Regions from separate parts of the Mus musculus genome. Here all the other regions are linked to region 1. The links are chromatin contacts, called in public capture Hi-C and promoter capture Hi-C maps. All regions are on one chromosome and are shown on one strand. The core of a region is the stretch at or near the end of the contact, and the rest is flanking DNA. Distances in the headings are between cores, read along the strand shown. Region 1 holds the start of Myo15b (myosin XVB). Region 2 holds the start of Armc7 (armadillo repeat containing 7). Region 3 holds the start of Ten1 (TEN1 telomerase capping complex subunit).

The links. Promoter capture Hi-C pulls out the DNA fragments that hold promoters and counts their contacts. Capture Hi-C pulls out chosen DNA fragments and counts their contacts.
Region 2: a contact with region 1 is called in a capture Hi-C map of embryonic stem cells, with 2.3 times the contacts expected there. The contact joins the promoter of Armc7 here to the promoter of Myo15b in region 1. A contact is called at or near these places in 2 of 39 promoter capture datasets (liver and pre-B cells), 1 of 484 Hi-C or Micro-C datasets (embryonic stem cells), 1 of 115 datasets of contacts at active chromatin or transcription factors (pancreatic cancer cells) and 2 of 9 other capture datasets (embryonic stem cells and liver).
Region 3: a contact with region 1 is called in a promoter capture Hi-C map of pre-B cells, with 2.6 times the contacts expected there. The contact joins the promoter of Ten1 here to the promoter of Myo15b in region 1. A contact is called at or near these places in 1 of 39 promoter capture datasets (pre-B cells), 1 of 484 Hi-C or Micro-C datasets (embryonic stem cells) and 1 of 115 datasets of contacts at active chromatin or transcription factors (large pre-B cells).

Annotation. Positions count from the first base shown.
Region 1 is chr11:115,856,202-115,859,698 of GRCm38.p6, reverse strand. Myo15b (myosin XVB) reads right to left here and starts at 1,774. Exons shown (of 64, transcript NM_001384233.1): 1 at 1-1,774. The coding sequence starts at 1,293.
Region 2 is chr11:115,474,142-115,477,638 of GRCm38.p6, reverse strand. Armc7 (armadillo repeat containing 7) reads right to left here and starts at 1,972. Exons shown (of 3, transcript NM_177778.5): 1 at 1,612-1,972; 2 at 1,374-1,517. The coding sequence starts at 1,702. Slc16a5 (solute carrier family 16 (monocarboxylic acid transporters), member 5) reads right to left here. Exons shown (of 4, transcript NM_001080934.1): 4 at 3,241-3,497.
Region 3 is chr11:116,197,082-116,200,578 of GRCm38.p6, reverse strand. Ten1 (TEN1 telomerase capping complex subunit) reads right to left here and starts at 1,724. Exons shown (of 4, transcript NM_027107.1): 1 at 1,596-1,724. It overlaps Acox1 (acyl-Coenzyme A oxidase 1, palmitoyl), which reads left to right and starts at 1,534. Exons shown (of 14, transcript NM_015729.3): 1 at 1,534-1,983; 2 at 2,198-2,357. The coding sequence starts at 1,875.

The DNA of each region.
Region 1 (3,497 bases), core at 525-3,024:
CCGCGGGCTCGCGGCCCGCGCCTCTGTCCGACGTCGCTCTACCCGCAGTCGCAGCCAACGCAGGAAGCCCAGGGCCCGCGCCACGCGCTGCAGCCGCGCCTTGAGACCCACGCGGATGCCACCAGCGAACTGGGGAGACGCGCCGGCTGGGGGCCTCGGACGCAGCCTGCGCAGCACTACGAGCGCAGCCAGTGGCGTCCGGTCCCGGGGCCCTGGGTCCCCTGCACGCGATCGCTCTCTGGCTCCCGCGTCGCTCTCTCCCGCAACCACAAGCGCCTTTCTCGTCACCTCTCCGACCTGGAGGAGCTGAGCCCCGGGAGCCCCCGCTGTCTCAGGCTCGGTGCCCAGCAGCTCAGCCTTTGGCTGTGCCCCGACATCACTGGTGTCTACAATCGCGCTAGAGTCCTGGGGACTCTGAGAGCCTCTGGGGACGCTGGAGGCTGCAGCTTCCCTCCCCAGCTCTATCTCCTGGGACTCAGGGATGCCACTTGAGGTTCCTGGGATCTTCTGTGGGAGATGTCTGTGCCCAGCCCACCCGGGGCTCGAGTCTGTATCTGTCCGGGAATCGTCACTCGCTCTTTGAGGCCCCGTCCCCGACGACCCTTCCTTGCTCTGGAGCTCCAAGGCGTGTCCTTCGCTGCCTGGATGGTTGCTGCCAGGGCATTTGCCCTGTACCTGAGTTGAGCTGGGTCCTCTGATTGGAGCGCCTTCTGACCTGGGATCCGAAGGTTCCATTTTGGGTGGCCGCTCCGGGGCTCCACCGCCCTGGCTGCTGCTGTCCTGGGCCTCGCGGGCTTCACTGTCCAGACACGAGCTGCCACCATCCCCGCCCGACGTGTCCCCATCCCTGCCAGGAGTCTCTCCGTGACCTCGCCGAGTCAAAGGTCCCCGATCCTTTCCTCTCCTGCGGCGGCCGCGTTTGCCTGTCCTCACTTCTTCCCTGGGGATTCCCTGTTCCTCCGTGTGCTCCCCACAACTGTCCCCGGAGTCACGGCTCTCCGTGGGTCCGTGTCTCAGACGCTGCGAGCTGCTCTGCCTCTCCTGGGTCTCCTGTGATGTTCTGCAGCGGTGGTTCCCCTCTCCGGTGTGCTTCCTCTGGCCTCCAGCGGTCCCCTTGCCTCCAGTGGCCTCGTGCTCCGTAGCGGGCTTGTTCTTGCGGGCTTTGCTGCGGGCAGGCCTGCGGTCCGGGCTTGGGGCGCAGTCGGCGCTGGCGGACCCAGACTCCAGCTCGGCTGAGGCTGGTCTTCCAGGTCGAGGCCGGCGGTGGGGCGCTTTGCCCTTACTTCTGCCCATGACTGACTTCCCGATGTCCTGATCCTTTTGCCTTCTGATCTGATCTGACTGCCCATGGGTGCCCTGAGGCCTCGGTTGCTATAGATGCTTTCTGCTCCTGCAGGGTTATGGGCTCAATCTGTCCCCCTCCTGGAGTCTCCCCTCCTGGGCAGCATCATCAATAATGCAGGAGGCAGCGGGTCCTGACCCGGTTGGTCAACAATGGAGTGGAAGCGGAGGAAAGAGGAGACGCTGCCGCTGTGGACAAAGGCCATGGACAGGGCGACGACGCCATGACTCCTTGCCAGGCAGGTCAGCCTGGCACTAGGCCAGACTGAGGAGCCAGGCTCTACTTCAGCCTCACTACCGGCCTGCCAAGAGGGGCGGAATGAAGTTGTTTTACATGGGGGCTTCTCCAGGAGACAAGGGATTGTGGCTATGGGACTGGGCAGGGGACACTTGGGCGTTCTCTTCTTTTCCGTTGTGAAATATAACTTACTAAAAAGTGGATATGATACGAGTATATACCTTGAACTGTGCACACTTTTGGACTGAAACTAGACTCATGGGGGACAGGAATCAAATCCCAGACCTATAGAAGAGCAGCCAGTGTCCTCCAGCATTGCTCTGCTGGCTCTCCAGCCCCAAAGGAGTAGTACCGTTAGTTGTCAGGAGATCTTCCTGGATCTTTTCCCTACAAGGCTGAGGAGGGCCCTGTGGATTCCAGCCAAGTCCTCTGCTAACCGAGTTACATGCCTAGCCCTCCCCACTGCTTTTTCTTTTATCTTTAAAGATATATTTATTTATATGAGTACACTGTAGCTGTCTTCAGACACAACAGAAGAGGGCATTGGATTCCCTTCAGATGGTTGTGAGCCACCATGTGGTTGCTGGGAATTGAACTCAGGACCTCTGAAAGAGCAGCCAGTGCTCTTAACTGCTGAGCCATCTCTCCAGCCCCTCTCCCCCCACTGCTTTTTCAATTAGCAATAATCACGTCTTCGATAAACCTCATTGGCTACAATACTGCCACCCATCGAGAATACTGTGCAATGCTCTTTCATTCAAAAGGCTTGCCTACAAGGTATTTATTTATTTCATGTATGTGAGTACACTGTTGCTGTCTTTGGGCAGACCAGAAGAGGGCATCAGATCCCATTAGAGATGGTTGTGAGCCACCATGTGGTTGCTGGGAATTGAACTCAGGACCTCTGGAAGAGCAGTCAGTGCTCTTAACCACTGAGCCATCTCTCCAGCCCTTTTAATTAATTTCGGTACAGGGTTTTGTAGCCTTGGCTGTCCTGAAACTCTCTCTGTAGACCAAGCTACCCTTGAACTAAGAGATCTGCCTGCCTCTGCCTCCAAAGTGCTGGGATGAAAGGCCTCCCCACCCTGCCTGGCCCCGGGGTTTTGTAAAACACTTAGTTTCTCTCCTCTGTCTTTTCAGTTGTTCAGCATCATGACGAATTCATGCACTGTAGTCTAACTAGTTGCTATTGATAGATTTTTGTTTGTTTTGTTTTCAAGACAGGGTTTCACTGTACAGTTCTGGTTGTCTTGGAACTCACTGTGTAGACCAGTCTAGACCAGCTGGCTGCCTGCCTCTGCCTCCTAAGTGCTGGGATCTTGGTGGATTTTTAGTTGTATTTCTTTGTGTGTGTGTGCGCACCTGCTCGCACGCCTGCATGCACCTGCACACTGTGTACTCTCATACCACAGTCCTTGAGTGTGATCAGACAGCAGCCAGCTTACAGGAGTCAGTTCTTTCCTTCCAACCTGTGTGGCCTGGAGACTGAACCCAAGTGGTCAGGCTTGGTGGCAAGTGCCACTGAGCTAACTTGTAGGCCCTTTGGTGGATATTTATTTACCTTTATTTTAATTTTTATTTTTTGAGACAGGGTCTCTCTACATAGTACTGGCTGTCCTGGAACTCGCAATGTAGACCAGGCTAGCCTGAACTGCCTCCCAAGTGAGCCTGTGCTATCAAGCTCCTTCTGATGGTGTTTCTCTCTCTCTCTCTCTCTCTCTCTCTCTCTCTCTCTCTCTCTCTCTCTCTCTCTCTTTCACTGAAGTTTGTGGGCTGTGGTACTGGCACAGGCCTTTTACCCCAGCACTCAGAGGTAGAGGCAGGTGGATCTCTGAGTTCCCAGCAGGCTGGTCTGCAGAGCGAGTCCTAGGACAGCCAGAGCTAAACTGGGGGAGGGGGGTGTTCCTCAACCAAGTAG
Region 2 (3,497 bases), core at 723-3,222, 380 kb after region 1:
GCTTCCTGCTTAGCTGCTTTGTCTACATCGCATATCCAAGATGGCTGAAATGGAAGTAGCGTAAGTAGCGTGACACACCTCCTATGGCTCCATCTGAGTTCCTGTTTATCTCTACTTTGCTTGTTTTATTCGCCACCTAGCTCCCCTTCCAGAATACAATCCCCAACCTGTTCACCATCTCCTCAGAACCTGGGCCAGTACCTTCCTTATAGGGTGCCCAATAATGACTATCTATCATGGGGCAGAGGAGATGGCTTAGTAGGTAAAAGAGCTTGCCACACAATTCTGATGACCTGAATTCGGTTCCAGGGACCTACATAAGAAAACCAGATGCAGTGTCGAGCATCTGGAACCCCAGCACTCTCTCCCCATTAGCTGGAGGCTCACGGCCCAGCTATGGAGTGCACTGCCCTACTCTGAAGGCACAGAGATCTTCCCTTAGCAACTGGAAGAGGAGAACACAACAACAACGACTACCTTAGTTTTTAGAGACGACATCTTACCACATAGCCCTAGATGGTCCAGAACTCAGTACTCACGCTAGGCTGGCCTGGAACTCGGAAAGATCTACCTACCTCTGTCTTCCCAGTACTGGGGATGAAAGGCATGTACCACTGTACTCGGGGAGAACTGACTCTTGACAAATTTCATGCATACAGCCTGGTGCACATGCATACTCACACTCATCCACACACACATGCAAACACACACCTACACAGCAAATGTAAAAGAGTCTACCTTGAATAATTCAAACGGCCTTACAATAACCCAACTATAGGAGTTCTAAGCTACCTTTGCACCTCTTGACAGTAAACAATACAAGGGCAAGCTCCAGCCGGGCAGTGGTGGCGCACACCTTTAATCCCAGCATTTGGGAGGCAGAGAGGCAGGCAGATTTCTGAGTTCAAGGCCAGCCTGGTCTACAGAGTGAGTTCCAGAATAGCCAGGGCTACACAGAGAAATCCTGTCTCAAAAAAATCAAAATCAAGCAAACAAACAAACAAAAAACTAAACTTCTTTCAAAGAGGTTTCACCCCATTTCCTCACTTATTATCTCTTTTCTAAGAGGAAGAAAGACACGACTTGTTTGGAATGAGCTGTGACCCCGATAATGTGTGGAGGAGGAGAAGGTAGGTGGTCCACACACGGCAGCTCTGCCCTAGATGAGATCCCATCCCAAACACTAGTTTGTTTAGTGACAGTGTCTTACTCTGAATCCCAGGCTGGCCCCCAAGTCGCAACCATCCTCCTGCTTCAGCCTCCCGTAATGCTAGTTTTATAGGCGAGTGGCATGCCTGACTCTCAAGTCGCTCTAGTCTATAACTTGGGGGGAGGCGCGCGGGCACGGGGGTTGGGGGCAGCCTAACTCTTACCAATAGCAAACTTGATTAGGGTTTCATTCTCTTCCGACAGAGAATCAAGGAATAAGTCCAGGACTTGTAGTTGCCGTAGGTACTGGTAGTTGCCCGGGTCATAAGCGAAGTTGGCGAGGTTGGCGAGGACTTGCTCCTTGGCATCTGCAATGGGAAGCAGCCCTGGGGTCGGACCTGTGCGGCGGCGGCTGCCGTCAGAACCCTCCTGGGTCCCTCGTGCCCACGCTACACCTCTTACCTTGGCTCTCGGTTTCCTGGAACTCTGTGACCAGCGCCTGCAAGTAGCCTAGCCGCCCGACGTGGGGGTCTATCTTGGGTTTCTGTGCCATGGCTGGGGCGGCGGAGTTGGGAGCTCCGGTAGAGGCCACAAGGCCTGGATCCTGACCTGTCCCGGCGGCGACAGAGCGGCAGCAAACCCAGTCTTGTCCTGAGATCCGCGTCTGCAGCTGGGGATGAGCTGTGGGGGTGGCCAGGGGTCTCAGGATCCTGTCTGAGCCGGATCTGAAAACCAAAATTCAACCCGGGCGAGACGCTGTGGCTTTTCGGAACTGAAGGCAGGCACGCCCCCTTACCACACTCCCTGCACCGCTTCCTGGTTCAGGGCGGAAGTCTCTCTAGCCCCGCCCCAGGAAACGGAGTGAGCGGGACCAGGACGGGATTGGGCGTGGTTACTGGGCGCCTCCTGGGCTTCCCTCCGGATTTCTAGAGCTGGAGGCTTTAACCCTCCACTGCGCAGCCGCCGCAGCGGGGATGCGTCGAAGGAGAGAGGAAGGGAGAGGGGAGGGAAAGAGGAGAAAAGGAGAGAGAGAATGGTGGATGGATTGACAGCCGGGCAGACGGATCTTCAGGCCATCTAGACATGATAGTAGTTTAATCCCAGAACACGGAGTTTAAGGACGGTTTAGTCTACAAGGCAATCCAGAGCTACATGGCAAGACCCTGGTAACAAAACAGAACATCCATCAAACCCCAAACACAATCTTAGGGTCACAAGGAGCGTCAGGGAGGGGCCCAGCTTTGCCGTGCTGTGGTGGAGGTGGAGGATGGAGGCAGTAAGGGTTTTTAGGGCAAGGGTCAGGGGTCATGTACTATGTTTGGTACCAGGGACCTGAATCACAGCAGAATGGTTTGTGTACTTCACCTTTCCCTGGCCCCCACCTCTGGGGTTTAAGTTCCAGTGATCAATCCATGCCCAACATCAACCAAGAGCAAGAGTTTTAGTCTTAGTTTGGATGCTTGAGAACCAAGGTTGCTCCGTGAGAACTCTGTGCCCTTTAGGTTTTATAAGAAGCAGGCTAGGCAGACTTCTTACATCTCAGCTCAAGATGGCCAAGCGTCTGACTAGTCAGAACATCAAAGACCTGGGGACCTGGAGCCTTTGAGATTCCAGAACAAATACTTTGCAGACTCCCCTCAAAATTTTCCAGGGATGGTCCAAAGCAGATCCTGGCTACAAAAGAGTAGACTTTGCTTCCATCTTGTCTCCAAGCCCCAGGCTCCAAAGAACTGGGATTACAGCACACCTGGGCATGGGTGGGGCTGGAGATGGAAGTGAAGGTTTGATGTACGTGACTAAACTACATTTGCACCCTCATTTCTTCGTTGCTTATTGCCCTCAGATTAATGCCATTATTACCAACGGGCAAGTGTGATGAAAATTTCCTAGCTGGAGGATCACAGATTCTATTTTTCCTGGACGTGGGCCTGTTAGCCAGCCCCAACTCTGTTTTCTGTTAGAATGAAAAATAGGTCCCTGGCATTTGCCCTTCAGAGTAGAAACTTCCTTGGGGGGTGGGGGTGGGGTCAAGCTCAGTTCTGAGTTGCGATCCGGAAAGCAGTAGGGGACATTAGACAGAGAGGCAGACTTCAATTGGAAGATGGCATCTCATACAGGCCAAAAAAATTTTTTTAATAACGTTTATTTGTGTGTGTGTATGGTGCGCGCACATGGGCACGCCACAGAACAACTTGTGGTAGTGGGGCCTCTCCTTGTCCATGTGGGTCCCAGGAATCAAACTCAAGTTGTCGGCATGCAGCCAGCACCTTTACCTACTCAGCCGTCTCCACCCAAGGTCTAGAGACAGTGAACATAAGCAACTCAGCAAATGCACGGCTGCAGTACTT
Region 3 (3,497 bases), core at 475-2,974, 340 kb before region 1:
GAATTTTTCTTCTTTTCCCTTTTAAACTTTTAAATTTTGTGGAGCTGAGGATGTAGCTGAGAGGTCTATCTCCTGCATCAAGAAAAAAAAGTGTGCCGGGCGTGGTGGCGCACACCTTTAATCCCAGCACTCGGGAGGCAGAGGCAGGCAGATTTCTGAGTTCGAGGCCAGCCTGGTCTACAAAGTGAGTTCCAGGACAGCCAGGGCTATACAGAGAAACCCTGTCTCGAAAAACAAACAAAACAAACAAACAAACAAACAAACAAAAAAGAAAAGAAAAGAAAAAAGAAAAGAAAGTGCATTAAAATATTGAATTTTGGGGGCTCCATTAACTTTGCATTCAGGCTAAAGCCTTCATTCGTTTAACCCATTCTCAGCACCGTTACTGTAAAAGGGTCTTACATATGTTGTTACAAGGGCAAGTTAGAGAGGTAATGAAGAAATGTAGTTCTTTTTTTTTTTTTTTTTTTTTTTTCGAGACAGGGTTTCTCTGTGTAGCCCTGGCTGTCCTGGAACTCACTTTGTAGACCAGGCTGGCCTCGAACTCAGAAATCCACCTGCCTCTGCCTCCCCAGTGCTGGGATTAAAGGCGTGCGCCACTACCGGCGTAGTTCTTTTTGGTGGCATGAAATCAAATGAAGAAAGAGTGCATTTTACTTAGCACTTAAAGGCTTTTTGAAACAAGGCATTACACAGCCCAGGCTGCCTTCAGTCCGATTCTATATAGCTGATAATGATCTTGGACTTCGTGATCCTCAGACCTCCACTTGAAGTTGCAAGCCTGTGTGTGCCACGGTGCCCAGTTTATGCTGTGCTTTGAGATTATATTTTGGCTTTAGTGCATGCTCGACATCTCCAGCCTACTACTTAGCAATTTTTAAGGAAGAATTAAAAAACAAACTGGTGAAAACTGGCTGTCTTTGAGGCTCAGGAACTCTTTGTTATAAATCCTACGCTAGAACTTCTTAGGCGTAGGTACATCTTCGATGACGATAATGATATGGCAAAGTAAAGTCTAGATTTCAAAATTTCTAGGACCTGCCCTGCCGGTTTAGGTGGGAAAAGACTTGGGCTATAAAATGTAGAGAAACTGGACCTGTTCCCTCTCGCTTTAAATCCAGGCCCAGTGCATAAACCCGGAAGCTCCGCAGGACCAGGTCCTTGCATCCCAAGTCTCTAACGTCAGTCAAGTCGGCAATATTTTTAGCCAACGACAATGAACCGTCTCCCGAACGTAACCTTTGTCCTGTTACCCTTTCGCTCCAATTTGTTTGGGTTCCAGTAAAATCAACAGCTTTCCTCTATTAGCCTCCTCACCCCGCCCGAGACCCTTGACACCCATTCCCTTCTGGTTTCCGGGGACACTGTGGTGAGAGGACCCCCCCCCCACACACACACACACCCACCGCCCTAGCCTGAAAGGAGGTGAGTCCCACAGCGCAGGCGCAATCCCGCCCCTCAAGGCCCTGGCCAATCGGTTGCGCGCGTCTCCAGGGCTCTTTTCCTCCCGGAAAGATCACGTGAACCTGGAGACGTGAGGTCCGGGAAGAGCCCCACTCCCTTTCCAGTGCCACTGCGGTCCCTTGACCTTTTACCTTGCTTTCCTTGGCGAGGAGCCGCTCGGGGACCTCCCCTGGCCCGCAGCAGGGGATTCGTCCGTCCGGCGGGCGGTACCAGCGTCGGGGATTGCAGCCGGTCACGTGAGGAGTGGCGGCGGGGACGGGGCGGGGACGGCTCGAGGGGGCGGGGCCGAGGGCTGTCTCGCTCCGCTCATAGGGCCTGGTCGGCGCCTGAGCTGCGGAGACAGGTTGTCATCGCTTTGGTGCCTGTCACTTCTGTCGCCACCTCCTCTGCCCCCAGCACTGGTCTCCGTCATGAATCCCGATCTGCGCAAGGAGCGGGCCGCCGCCACCTTCAATCCAGAGTTAATCACGCACATCTTGGATGGTAGTCCGGAGAACACCCGGCGCCGTCGAGAAATCGGTGAGCCTGGAGGGCCGGGCCTCTTATACCGAACCAGGCGAAAGACCCCCGTGAATGAGGATTTGGGGCCTCTGGAGTTGAGGGGAAGCGGGGACCCCTACTTCGATGGGCGTCCGGTGTCAGGATTAGGAGGGGAACGTCCTCTGTTCTAATCTGATGGGAGTCAGGGAGGGTGAGTACCTGTTTCTCTTGATGTCATTTAACCCTCTTTCAGAGAACTTGATTCTGAACGATCCAGACTTCCAACATGAGGACTATAACTTCCTCACTCGAAGCCAGCGTTACGAGGTGGCTGTTAAGAAGAGTGCCACCATGGTGAAGAAGATGAGGGAATTTGGCATCGCAGACCCTGAAGAAATCATGTGGTTTAAAAAGTAGGTGTATCTTAGCACATTAGTGTATGCCCAAACTACAGCTGCAGTCTGGGGAGGTCTTCTTACCGCGCATGTCGTTTAAAGGCTTAAATTGAATACTTCATGATTCAATTTTATGTGTGAAAAATAATATTACTTTTGCATCTAGATCTTTTAGTAGGATAGCATAGCATAGTTGTAAAAATGCTAATAATGAACGGTTGTGCCCAAAATTGTTTTTTTTTTTAATTTTAACAAACTTTAAGGGATGGTGAGGTGGCTACCTGGCCTAATCATCTAATTTCAATTTGTAGAAAGAGAGTCACCTCCCTTAGATTGTCCTCTGACCATTTGCTAGAGGTGGCTGTTGTACCCCCACACACAATAAGATGAAACTTTAATTTATAAAGTTCTTTTGAACTGGGCCACGGTGACCCATGCCTTTAATCTCAGCACTTCGGAGGAGGCAGAGGCAGAGGCAGGCTGATCTCTGATTTTGAGACCAGCCTGGTCTGCAGAGCTAGTTCCTGTTCGTCAGCCAGGGTTACATGGCGAAACTGTGGGAGAGGGTGGGCCAGAAGGCCGGGCAAACACTAGTGAAGCCCGCTGGGGGGATGGGGGAGACAGAGAGGCAAATAATAAAAAAGCTTTTTGTTCCAAACATCCCTATGAAAGTTCTTTAAGTGCAAAGTGAACCTTCACTTTGTAAGAAAGCTTCCCGATACCAAAGGTGTGGCGCAGTGGAACACAGATTGCCTAGTGTCTCAAGGCTGTGGGTTTGAGTCTCAGCACTGAAGACAAAACAGAGAGGGGGTGGCGAAATCCGCCTACTGATTTTCTGAGGAACTGTATTGCAAGACCAGACATTGAACTATTTTGGAACACTATCAGATTCTGTTTTTATGTAATGGGTAGTTTGAGTATAAAGTAATAGAAAGTGTGAGAGTCCGTGGAGAACCTGTCAGACCTCAGAATGAATCCGATATTCTCAGAACCACATTCTAAGAACGTCGCATTGTCGGATGGAATGCTGGCGTTTCCTACTGGCTGGCCGGTCGGGAAAACCCGCTTTAGTCTGCGGTTGAGGAAAGCCGCTTTTTCTCAGACGCTCATCTGTTGCACTTTGCTTTTCTGTTATACATAAGGGGGCTGGAGACATGG